3 separate regions of the Pan troglodytes genome follow, and regions 1 and 3 are each linked to region 2. Evidence: chromatin contacts called from public Hi-C and HiChIP or PLAC-seq data. All regions are on one chromosome and are shown on one strand. Each heading gives the region's core, a stretch centred on a gene start, on an enhancer-like site or on the middle of the called end of the contact. The rest is flanking DNA. Distances are from core to core; before and after follow the strand shown. Region 1 holds the start of LOC134806945 (twinfilin actin binding protein 2). Region 2 holds the start of SEMA3G (semaphorin 3G). Region 3 holds the start of GLYCTK (glycerate kinase).

The links. Hi-C and Micro-C count contacts between places; a contact is called where the count stands out from the background. HiChIP or PLAC-seq counts read pairs in DNA pulled down with a chosen protein or histone mark.
Region 1: an H3K4me3 HiChIP or PLAC-seq map of stem cell-derived excitatory neurons shows a contact between it and region 2, with 5 times the contacts expected there. The contact joins the promoter of LOC134806945 here to the promoter of SEMA3G in region 2. A contact is called at or near these places in 2 of 7 Hi-C or Micro-C datasets (induced pluripotent stem cells and stem cell-derived neural progenitor cells) and 1 of 1 datasets of contacts at active chromatin or transcription factors (stem cell-derived excitatory neurons).
Region 3: a Hi-C map of stem cell-derived neural progenitor cells shows a contact between it and region 2, with 6 times the contacts expected there. The contact joins the promoter of GLYCTK here to the promoter of SEMA3G in region 2. A contact is called at or near these places in 1 of 7 Hi-C or Micro-C datasets (stem cell-derived neural progenitor cells) and 1 of 1 datasets of contacts at active chromatin or transcription factors (stem cell-derived excitatory neurons).

What each region holds. Positions count from the first base shown.
Region 1 is chr2:56,282,791-56,286,450 of NHGRI_mPanTro3-v2.0_pri, forward strand. It overlaps LOC134806945 (twinfilin actin binding protein 2), which reads right to left and starts at 1,564. Exons shown (of 9, transcript XM_063805888.1): 1 at 1,353-1,564. The coding sequence starts at 1,377. LOC134809446 (a long non-coding RNA gene) reads left to right here and starts at 1,581. Exons shown (of 2, transcript XR_010155235.1): 1 at 1,581-1,797; 2 at 2,550-3,472. LOC134809447 (a long non-coding RNA gene) reads right to left here. Exons shown (of 2, transcript XR_010155236.1): 2 at 3,638-3,660. It also overlaps a transcript of TWF2 not described here.
Region 2 is chr2:56,488,888-56,492,431 of NHGRI_mPanTro3-v2.0_pri, forward strand. SEMA3G (semaphorin 3G) reads right to left here and starts at 1,342. Exons shown (of 17, transcript XM_016941237.4): 1 at 931-1,342. The coding sequence starts at 1,324.
Region 3 is chr2:56,330,655-56,334,484 of NHGRI_mPanTro3-v2.0_pri, forward strand. It overlaps GLYCTK (glycerate kinase), which reads left to right and starts at 2,370. Exons shown (of 4, transcript XM_009445588.5): 1 at 2,370-2,449. It overlaps LOC104005569 (a long non-coding RNA gene), which reads right to left. Exons shown (of 2, transcript XR_010155234.1): 2 at 3,155-3,299.

The sequences.
Region 1 (3,660 bases), core at 314-2,813, 210 kb before region 2:
AAGGGGAAGGAAGAAGCTGGCCAGGAGGCAGTTCCCTCCTGTGGGGCTGAGTCATGAAGCCTGCCCGCCAGCTCCTCCTGGAGAAAGGCTGGCCCATCTGGGAGCCCTGGCCCTGACCCAGGCCCCTGCCTTCGCGAGGCCAGGGAAACCTTCTCAGGGCAGCCCAGCCACCAAGTGGCCACAACCGCACCAGGATTCAGGTGGTCAGGCAGGTCGATGGTGGCAGCCCCAGGCAGGGGATCCTAGTGTGGTGGGAGGGGTGGCTGATGGCCAAACCCGCCAGGCTGTGTGGGCAAACAGCCCGGGCCTTCCCCACAGGCCAGGCAGCTCTCTCAGGCCAGTGACAGAGGAGGACACTGAGCCCCAGGTAGAGTCAGGGCACCTGGCTCCCAGCCATTGCTTCTCTCACAGCCTGTCCAAGAAGGAAACTGGGACCCCTAGGGGAGGGGAGGGTGTGATGCTAGGGAATGGTGAAGCTTCCTAGGGATGGGGGCTGGGGGTGGGAGCTGGCCTGGATTCTTTAGGGCCAGGACTCTCCCCCCAGAACCCCATATCTGGACCTCTTCTCTGTCTGCAGCCTGGAGCTGGGATCTTCCAACCAGACTGAGGCAGACTCAGAAAGTCACAGTGGAAAATGGGAGGGAGGTCAGAGGTCAAGGTCAGATAGGCAGCTTTCTCCATCCCACGTAGAAGTCTCTGTTCCGGGTTTTCCCTAGCCTGGGGAGAGTGAGTGTCCTGGGAGGAGCAAAGGTCAAGGCCTTCTCCTAACACACATAAACAAGCCCATTCAAGTCAGACACATGCGGTATATGCATCCTTGGCTAAAATGCACACTGAGACGCACTCCAACTGTGCACACACACAGACACCCACATACATGTGCACACTGCCATGAAACACTGATGTCTAAAGAGGGTCCTATGCGACCTACAGTGTCCATTCAAACAGTCACTAGTGCCAGTGCATGAATGACCCTAGATGTACACAAGCGAGTCACATCCAGAGGTGCACAGGCAGGACTGTAAACGGAAGACGTGTGCACATGCGTGTACACCCACTCCCGGAAAGGAACAAAAATATACAGATGGGCACACACAGCCACATTCATCTCCAGGTAGGCACACAGATACTTCCACCCCAGTTGTGTACGTACACATACACCCACTCCCAGCTATGCACACCACGTCCGTACTCCCCCAGATGTGCCCACCCCAGGCGACCCGCGGCTGCAAAAGAGAACAGGAAGCTTTCTCCCGGCTGGGGTGGGGTGGAGGGAGGGGCCGAGAGCCGGGGAGGGGGCGCTTCCGAGAGCCCAGACCGAGGCCCCCTGCCCGCCCGCCATCCGCCCTCACCGTGGATGCCCGTTTGGTGCGCCATGGTTCGGCGCTTCGCTCCGTCCGCGCCGTCGGAGCCCTCCGCTGGACCCTGGCCCGGCAACGCTCGCTGGACCAAGAGAGGAGGAGGATGTGGCGGAGGTTGTCGAGCCTCGCGCAGCTTCCCGGGCGGTGCCGCAGGACCCGCCCCCAGCGGCGCCCCGCCCCCGACAGGCGCGGCAGGGAGGCGGGGACTCGGGGCCGCGCGTGCGCGCAGCCTGCGCCTCGGTCCGGGTGGGTCTAAGGATGATGATTGATCCGCCGTGCGCACGCCAGCGCGTTCCTCTGTGGCAGGAGAGGGGGGGCCTGCGTGTGACCGAGCGTGCGTGGGAGGACGCGCGTGTGTGTCTGTGCGCCCTGATCACGGTGGTCTGTGGGTGGGGCGGATCGTGCGCGCGCGCCCGATCTGTGCTCCCCAAGCCAGGTGGGTCTCCGAATAGGAGTGGGTCCCAGCGTACACGGGTTTGCACCCAGGAAGGGGTCTGCTTGTGGGTGGGCGCGCCAGCTCTTCCCCAGGGGCCGTTTCTTGAGCGCCTCCCGTGGGGTCCTGGGCACCTCGGGGTGGTCATGGCCGCTAGGCTTTGCCCTCACGGGCCTAGGCCCGCCTTCACCCACTAGATGGAGTGTATGGTGGTGAGAGCCCGCCGAGACAATGTGAGGGGCTGCCAGGAGAAGGCGAAGATTGGAAACCTAGAGGGGAGAATGAAACAGCCCAGCAGAGTGGAGCGAAAAGTTTTTTTTCTTTTTCTTTTTCTTTCTTTCTTTTTTTTTTTTTGAGATGGAGTTTCCCTCTTGTTGCCCAGGCTGAAGTGCACTGGCGCGATCTCGGCTCACTGCAACCTCCGCCTCCCGGGTTCAAGCGATTCTCCTGCCTCAGCCTCCCGAGTGGCTAGGATTACAGGCATGCACCACCATGCCTGGCTAATTTTGTATTTTTAGTAGAGACGGGGTTTCTCTGTGTTGGTCAGTCTGATCTTGAACTCCCGACCTCAGGTGATCTGCCCGCCTCGGACTCCCAAAGCGTTGGGATTACAGGCGTGAGCCACTTACTAGTCCCAGCCAGAGAGGTTTTCTGAGAAGAGGGCACTGCATGTGCAAAGGCCCAGAGGTTGAAAGAGGGCCAGAGCCTGGTGAGGAACTTCCCATGTCCTAATGACCTTCTGTGTCTATATCCAGCAGCCTTGCCTTACTGGTACCAGTACCTGCCTGCTGCTACCAACTAGTCAACATGTGGCATCTTCCAGGCCACTGTGATGAGTCAGGGATGAGCATCTGACTCTGGTTGGTCCAATCAGCTTGTCCAGGGACTTTGGCTGGGAAGATTGGAAAGGAGGCCAGCTTTTTGGGCTGGGGTTGCTGAGAGATGTGATGATGAAATGTGTGGCCTACCTGGCATCTGGCCCCAGCTTCAGCTCCGTTTACTGTCTTGCTCCCCACCCTCACTAGCCTGCATTGAGGCCTCCTCTGTGCCCCCCAACCCCTGAGTTTCTCATCCCCAGAGAGCCCAGCTACACAGAATTGAAGGGTTTTCTCATTCATCTTCCTGCGCTCACCCTGAAGACTGGGCCTATGTCATCTGCTAACCACTGTCCCCCCAGCACTCACAGTGGAAAATGGAGTGTTATGCAGCCCTGCAGCTTGCCTTCTAGAACAGTTCACAGGCAAGGCCTCCCACACTGAACCCTGCTACAGCCAGATGGTGCCAGCAACACAGAGCTACTTGTTACATCAGTTCAGACTAAGCCACATCCACAGGAGCATCTGGTGATTCCACAGAACCACAAGAGACTTGACCTCCTGGAAATGAATTAACCAAGATTGATGAAAAAGATTAAGGTCATGTGCCCTGTAAAAATGTCCCTCACTGGATGAACTGTGACAAAGTAGGGTACTGCGTGGTCTCCCCAGCTGACCCTCTCCATGGGTCATTCTTTGCTTTTATCAGTACCTGGCACAAATCTTTACGTATTTGTTTATCATCTTCCCTCCACCAGTAGTTAGGTGTTTGCCCTTGCTGTATCCCCTGTGCCTAGAACAGTGCCCAACATTGGCAGGTGGCCAATAATTGCAAAATAAGCAAATGTATGAATGAACCATTAGATGCTTTGTGTTGTATACTTACTACCTGCTGGGCACATTTATTTAATCCTCATGACAGCCCCTGAAGTAGGTGTTACTTTTTCCATCTTACAGATAAAGACTCTGAGGTTTGGAGAGGTGAAGTGATTTGATCAATGTCACATGGTAGTGAGTGAGCCCAAGAATCATAGTTTCATTTTATTCGAGA
Region 2 (3,544 bases), core at 92-2,591:
CCACATTCCCCTCAGCCTCTCCAGGGACGAGCGCCATCTCCCCCAGCAGACCGGGCTTCCCAGGGGAAGGTGGTCACCCCTCTGGTTTCCTCAGGAAGGATCTGCCAAGAGCCTGTCTCGGGCCTTCCCTGGGCCCATCCATGGAGGCCTGAGCCGGCTCACATGTCTAGGGTAGAACACAGGAACCCCCAGGCTGGGATGTGCAAAAAGGGGAGGTGAAACTCCCCCTGGGCTGGGGCGCTTCTTGGGTGCAGGAGCACATGAACAAGCCCACTCTGGGAAGTGGGCTGCAAGGGGGGTCCTCCCCTTCTCTGTGGCCCCAGGACCAACGGATAGCATGCTGCCTGCTCTCCCGTTGGCCACCCTGGGCAAAAAGTGCCAGTTGAGCCCAGACAGACCCTTCAGCCCCACCCTCTCTGTCACTCTCCCCTGCCTGGTCCCTTCCTCTGTCTCCTCCCCATCTTTATTGAGCTCTCTCAGGGTCTCCATCTGTCCCTTTCTCAGCACTCCCCGTCAGGTCCTTCCCACCGCCACCCTGGTCCTGTCTCCCAGGACCTGCCTCCCTCCCACTCCCCGAGAGCTGTGCAGGGAGAGGCTCCCTCCCCTACAGCTGGCCAGGCACCCAAGAGCCCAAGCCACCCAAACAGGGCACACGCACACAAACAGGGCACACGCACCCAAACACGGCACACGCACACAAACACGGCACACGCACACAAACTCGGCACACGCACACAAACACGGCACACGCACCCAAACAGGGCACACGCACACAAACACGGCACACGCACACAAACACGGCACATGCACCCAAACAGGGCACATGCACACAAACACTGCACAGGCACACAAACACGGCACATGCACCCAAACAGAGCGCACGCACACAAACGGCACATGCACACAAACAGGGCATGCAGGGGCTGGTACCTCGGTAGGAGTGCCGCAGGCGGGGCACACTGGGGCCGGGGCTGGGGCCAGAGCTACCCCCATGGAGCAGGAGGCCCCCTAGCAGCCAGCAAATGGCCCAGGCCGAGGGGGCCATGCTGGGGAACTGAGGGCACCACTGCTGCCTGCCTGCAGAGCCGCCCTCCGGTCCCGCTGGCCGCCGGTTGTAGTTTGCTCTGCTGCCACCAGGCCACCACTTATAAGGCAGTGGCTCCACCCAGTCCTGGGCGGGAAGAGGGGCGGAGGAGAGAAGGAGGCTGGGGCCTTGCCGTCCACCTGCCGCTTCTCCTTCCACCTTGTTGGCCCAGTGCAGGCTTTTGTGCCACACTGGCCAGCTCCCCATTGGGAAGATCTTCCCAGCTAGGGCACAGGCCATGTGTACAGAAATGTCCACAAATGCAGGTCCCCAGGCTCCAGCAAAGTGACAAGTGGGGAGAGAGCCTGGAAGGGAGGTCAGGGATCAGAGGTTAAAGTTGATGGGCTGGGTAGGGGCCTAGCTGGGCTCTGCCTTGTTCTCTGCCCCTCCACTGCACACAGCAGAGACCTTCCAAACTGGCCCTGCCCCAATTCCAGGATATTCCAGCCCCCTGAAGCTTTGGCCAGACTCTCCAGCTCCCCTGGGTAAGGGTGGAGGGCCATTCCCAGCCCAAGGGGCGCCATGTCCTAGACAGGTGTTTGAGGTCCGGCAACACTTCATAGAGCCAGCAAGAGATGACTGCCCAGCCTCTTCCACCCAGGCCTGTCCCCATCTGGCTTCCAGGCACCCCAGCCTCTCCCCACATCTACATGCCCCATCTCAGCTCACCAGGCTTGCTTTGGGGTAGGGGACAGGGGCATCAGGGGACTCCATGCCGAGGGAACCTCCCCTTGCCCTGCCTCCCTCAGGCCTCCAGTCCTTCCAGAGACTCAGGGTCCAGAGCTTCCCCAGGTCAGTGATGGTTCTTCCCAGGGACCCCATGCCTCATAGGCCCTACAGACACCTATGATCTCTTAGAGGTCACTTCCCCCACCCTGAATACTGACTGGGTGGCGGGGGGCAGAGAAAGCCACAGAAGAGGGCCAAAGGGGAAATGGGACTGAGGGCCTGAATCTGGGGTGAGTGACAGGACCTCCCCATGCTCCCTGCCCCAGAACAGTCGCCACCTCACCCCACCCCAGAACCCTACACTCAGAACCTGAGGCCCTGGGCACTAAAGAGATTTTAATTTTGAGCTGGAGTTTGAGTTCCCAGGATTCTAACAGCTCCTGCAGGTTGGGCCTCCCACATGGACCGGCCTGGGCCCTCTGATGGTGGTCAGGGAACTTGGGGGGCACTCAGAGAGGGAAGGACCTGGCCCAGGCCACAGAGCAGGCTGAGAATGGGTCCAGCTCAGCTCTGCCCCTTCCTGGGACCCTCCTTTGCTTCTGGGCATTCTTGGGAGTATGGGGACCCCACCCTCCTCCCCTACCTCAATCCTGAAATGGAAACAGGTTGGCTTCTTGGGTCAGCATGACAGGTCCCAGAGACCTACAACTCTGCCTCCCTGTCCCCAGCTCCCTTCACTCACACATGCCTTCTTCAGCAGGGGGCTGGCCTGGAGGTGGGCAAGGGGCTGCCCACAGAGGCCAGTGATGGAGCTCAGCCCAGCCCTGCCTCTGGCCCTGCTGGAGAGCCTTGGCCAAGGCCCTTCCATCTCTGGGTCTGCCTCTTCCTCCCAGGGCCAGGGACCAGCCACCCTGGGTGTAAGCAGCCTTTATAACCTGATGAGTGGGCTTGCGCAGGGGCTGCTGTCAGGGTGACCATATCCTGGGACCTTGGAGTGGACTGCTTCTGTCTCTGTTTCCCTGGGGAGGTGTGGCCAGCACACTGCCCAAGCTGGGGCCAACTTCTAACTGGAGACTGAGCTAGGCAGCCCTTCAGCCAGCATGTGACCACCAGCGGCGGGCAGGAGGCCCAACACTCCTCAGCCTGCCAGCCCACCCTGGGGTCTCAGCTCAGCCAGACACCCAGCAGGGGCTGCAGGGAAGCCTGGGTCGACTGGGGCAGGGTGTGGGGGCAGCCTACTCCACACTGCGGAAAGAGCCTGTGGCAGGCTGGGAGTCCGAACTCTACTGTTAATGTGTGTGGCCTCAGTCAGGTCCTCTCCCTCTCTGGGCTTCAGTTTTCCAGGCCTGGGGGCAGAGGGTAGGGATCGTCTCTAAAGGCCCCCCTGCTTGCCAGCTGCAGGTGGGAAAGACCACAAGGGTGCTCTGAATTCGAGGATCAATGGGCCCAGACACGGGCATCGTGTGTCATCTAGTGGACAAAGAAGGAACTGCAGGAGGCCCCCAAACTCGCTGTGTCAGGCCCTGTGTTGGGGTAGCAGGGCCACCCAGCAGAAACAGCAGCCTCTTGAGGACGCTAGCAGTAACCAGGCAAACACAATATAAAGAAGCAGGAGCAGTGGAAGATGCTCCAGCAATTGCTCTTGATGGAGGAAATCAAGGGAGGCTTCATGGAGGAAGCACTATCCAAGCAAAAGCCCAGAAATGGAAAGGATGCAGCAAAACAGGCAAAACTAGGTGATGCATGAAGGATACAAAATGCCATGTACTGGTGGGAGATGGTGAGCTGGGC
Region 3 (3,830 bases), core at 1,120-3,619, 160 kb before region 2:
TGTGGGAGATAGAGACCCTTGTGATTGTTGTCTCTTTACAATAGAATGTTAAGCAAACTCCTTCCAGTATAATCAATAGTAGCCAACCAAATGTTGTATTTATGTTAGCCTTTTTTTGGAAAATGTTGTAATTCTGGTCAGCACTCCTGTTTTTGCCTATATAAACAATCTTTTTTTTTTTTTTTGAGACGGAGTCTCGCTTTGTCACCCAGGCTGGAGGGCAGTCACGCAATCTCGGTTCACTGCAACCTCCCAGGTTCAAGCAATCCTCCTGCCTCAGCCCCCCCAGTAGCTGGGATTATAGGCACACACCACCATGCCTAGCTAATTTTTGTATTTTTAGTAGAGACGGGGTTTCGCCACGTTGGCCAGGCTGGTCTTGAACTCCTGACCTCAGGTGATCCACCTGCCTCAGCCTCCCAAAGTGCTAGGATTACAGGTGTGAGCCACTGTGCCCGGCCCATGCCCAGCTAATTTTTGTATTTTTAGTAGAGATGGGGTTTCACCATATTGGTTAGGCCGGTCTCGAACTCCTGACCTCAAATGATCCCACCTGCCTCAGCCTCCCAAAGTACTGGGATTGCAGGCATGAGCCACTGCACCTGTCCCAAAAACACATTTCTAATGTCAACCTAAAAATCATCAAAAGGTTCGAGATCCAGTTAAAAGAATTTATTCAAGCATAAAGTGTGAGGGCAGCCATCCAGGGAAACACAGACACCAAGCAGTGGCAATTAGTGTTCTCCAGCATGGGTTAAGATGAAGGTTGTTTATATAGGCCGGGCGCCTGTAATTGTTTATACGCCTGTAATCCCTGCACTTTGGGAGGCCAAGGGCGGTGGATCACAAGGTCAGGAGTTCGAGACCAGCCTGGCCAACATGGTGAAACTCTGTCTCTACTAAAAATACAAAAATTAGCTGGACGTGGTGGCGGGCGCCTGTAGTCCCAGCTATTCGGGAGGCTGAGGCAGGAGAATTGCTTGAACCTGGGAGGCGGAGGTTGCAGTGAGCCGACATCGTGCCCAGGCTGCAGTGCAGTGGCCATGAGCTGAGACTGTGCCATTGCAGTCCAGCCTGGGTGACAGAGCAAGACTCCACCTCAAAACCAAGAGAAAGAAATGTGTTTTTGTTTGTTGGTTTTTTTTTGAGACAGGGGCCCAGGTTGGAGTGCAGTGGCGTGATCAAGGTTCACTGCAGCCTCTACCTCCCAGGCTCAGGTGATCCTCCCATCTCAGCCTCCTGAGTAGCTGGGACTACAGGAGCATGCCACCACACCTGGCTCTTTTTTTTTTTTTGGTAGAGATAAGTTTCGCCATGTTCCCAGGCTGGTCTCGCATTCCTAGGCTCAAGCGATCCGCCCACCTTGGCCTCCCCAATGTTGGGATTACAGGCGTGAAACACTGCGCCCTGCCAAGAAACATGTTTCAATAAAATTGTTAGGAAATCAAGTGTGTGATTTGTGATGCAACTCTCTCCTCTATCTCCCTAAGAAAACATCAGTAAAAACAGTGAACTGTTTTGTATTTTTGGAGTCTGATCAGGACTCATCTTATGAATGTGGGAAGGCATCCAGCCAACACAGGGTAGGCCCCGGATGAGAGTAGGGACAGCGAGGTAGGCCCAGAGTCATTAGCGTTTACATGCCGCTTATGTGCTTGAGGATCGCAGAATGGAACTCTTGCTAAGCCAGAGCTGTATTTGGTGGCCCATGGTGGGAGAGGGAAGAACAATAATAAGTTGTGGAATAAAAGCCATGGAGAGGAGCGGGAATTACTTAATCTGGCTCCAGAAGGGGTGAGTTGTGGGGAAGTAGTGATTCTCAGTTCGTTTGCTCAGCCCAGTGCCTGACACTCAGGGTGCATCTGCTGACTGACCGTACAGGATAAAGGAAGGGAGAGGCCGGGTGCGGCGGCTGAAGTCTGTAATCCCATCACTTTCGGAGGCTGAGGTGGGTGGATCGCTTGAGGTTAGGCGTTCGAGACCAGCCTGGGCAACATGGCGAAAGCCCGTCTCTACTAAAAAATACAAAAATTAGCCCGGAGTGGTGGCACATGCCTGTAATCCCAGCGACTCGGGAGGCTGAGGCATGAGAATCGCTTGAATCCGGGAGGCGGAGGTTGCATTGGGCCGAAACCGCGCCTCTGCACTCCAGTCTGGGCGACAGAGTGAGACCCCGTCTCAAAAAAAAAAATCGGCAATCGGTGAGGCGGGGATTATTACCCTCAATGTAGAGATTTAAAAAATGAGGACTGAAGGTGACTCCTTCCAGGTCTGTCAGTGGCCAGCAAAGAGCCAATATGCTAAACTCTCCCCTCCCGGACACCGGCTTCAGCCAGAGCTCGCACCCGCCTGCGCCGCTCCACCCACCCACACTTCCGGCTTCCGCTCCGCCCACCCCCTAGTACTTCCGTTCTCCAGCGCTGGGCACCGCGGCCGGAGCTGTGGGCTGGTAAGTCTGCGCCGCCAGGGCTCGCATGGCCTTCAGAAGCGGTCCCTGGGCTGGGCGATGACGGGTCCTGGTGGCAGCAGGCCCTTCTTTCTCGCATCACCGGGCATTACGCGGCAGCCATTTCCCTCGCTAAGGCCCTACCTTAGGATGACGTCACTTCCGGCCCCCTACTGTCTAGGGAAAGCCGGAAATGGTACCAGCCCTCTTTGATGGCGGGGAGGAGTCAAGACCGGTAGTCTTCCTATTTCCGTTGTTTTGCTCTGGAGCCTCCTGGAGTTTCGGAGAGACCGTGTCTTGGATAGAATTGGAGGACTTAGCAAATAAAAATGCAAAGCGTCCAGTTACATTTTTTTTTTGAGTTAGAATCTCACTCTGTCACCCAGGCTGGAGTGCAGTGGCGCGATCTCGGCTCACTGCAACCTCCGCCTCCCCGGTTCAAATGATTCTCATGCCTCAGTCTCCCGAGTAGCTGGGATTACGGGCGCCCACCACACCCGGCTAATTTTTGTATTTTTAGAAGAGACGGGGTTTCACCACGTTGGTCAGGCTGGTCTCGAACTCCTGACCTCAGGTGATGCGCCCGCCTCAGCCTTCCAAAGTGCTGGGATTACAGGCGTGAGCCACTGCGCCCGGCCACGTCCAGTTAAATTTGAGTTAAGATAAACGACGAATAATTGTTAAGTCCTAAACATTGTATGCACATACTTATACTTTAAAAATTACTTGTTTATTTGAAATTCAAATTTAACCGGAAGTCCTGTATTTTCTCTGGCAGCCTTAGCATTGAGCGTCCCCCTGTCCTGTGCTCATACCCAGTGGCAAGGCTGGGATCTTCTAGGCTCTTGTCCATCTGGAAAATAGATACAAATTTCATCCAGGCTATAAAGATCGGCTGTCTTAGTTGCTAAGATGCTTTTAGCTCCAAGTCTAATGGGCAAGCTCCAGGGGTCCCCCTGGCCAAAACTGGACCCATTTTCGGAATCCCCATGACGATGCCCTCTGTGTTCCCTTTCACAACAGAAGTCAGGCATGGCTGTCTTTTCTTACCGAAGAGCTGAGAACTAGGCAAGCAAAATGGTCAAAGTCTGGAAGTAACCACCATATTTGGGTGTGGGGTAAACCGGTGTTTGAGATCTGTGTTGCAGTGGACAGTATCAGAGAGCCTGAGGTTGTTAAGGGGAGAGCGTAGTGTTAATCTCACCCCATGTCTCATTTTGCGGATGAGGCCCAGTGAGAGAAATGGAGGTGTCCCAGCCACTCAGAAAGCCTATAGTAGAGCTGGAACCTCAATTCCCAGCCTCCTTACCCTGCTCAGTCCATACTTGCTGATGAAGTCAGCTTGCAACATTTATGGTAACAATGATTTATGGTAAACAGATGA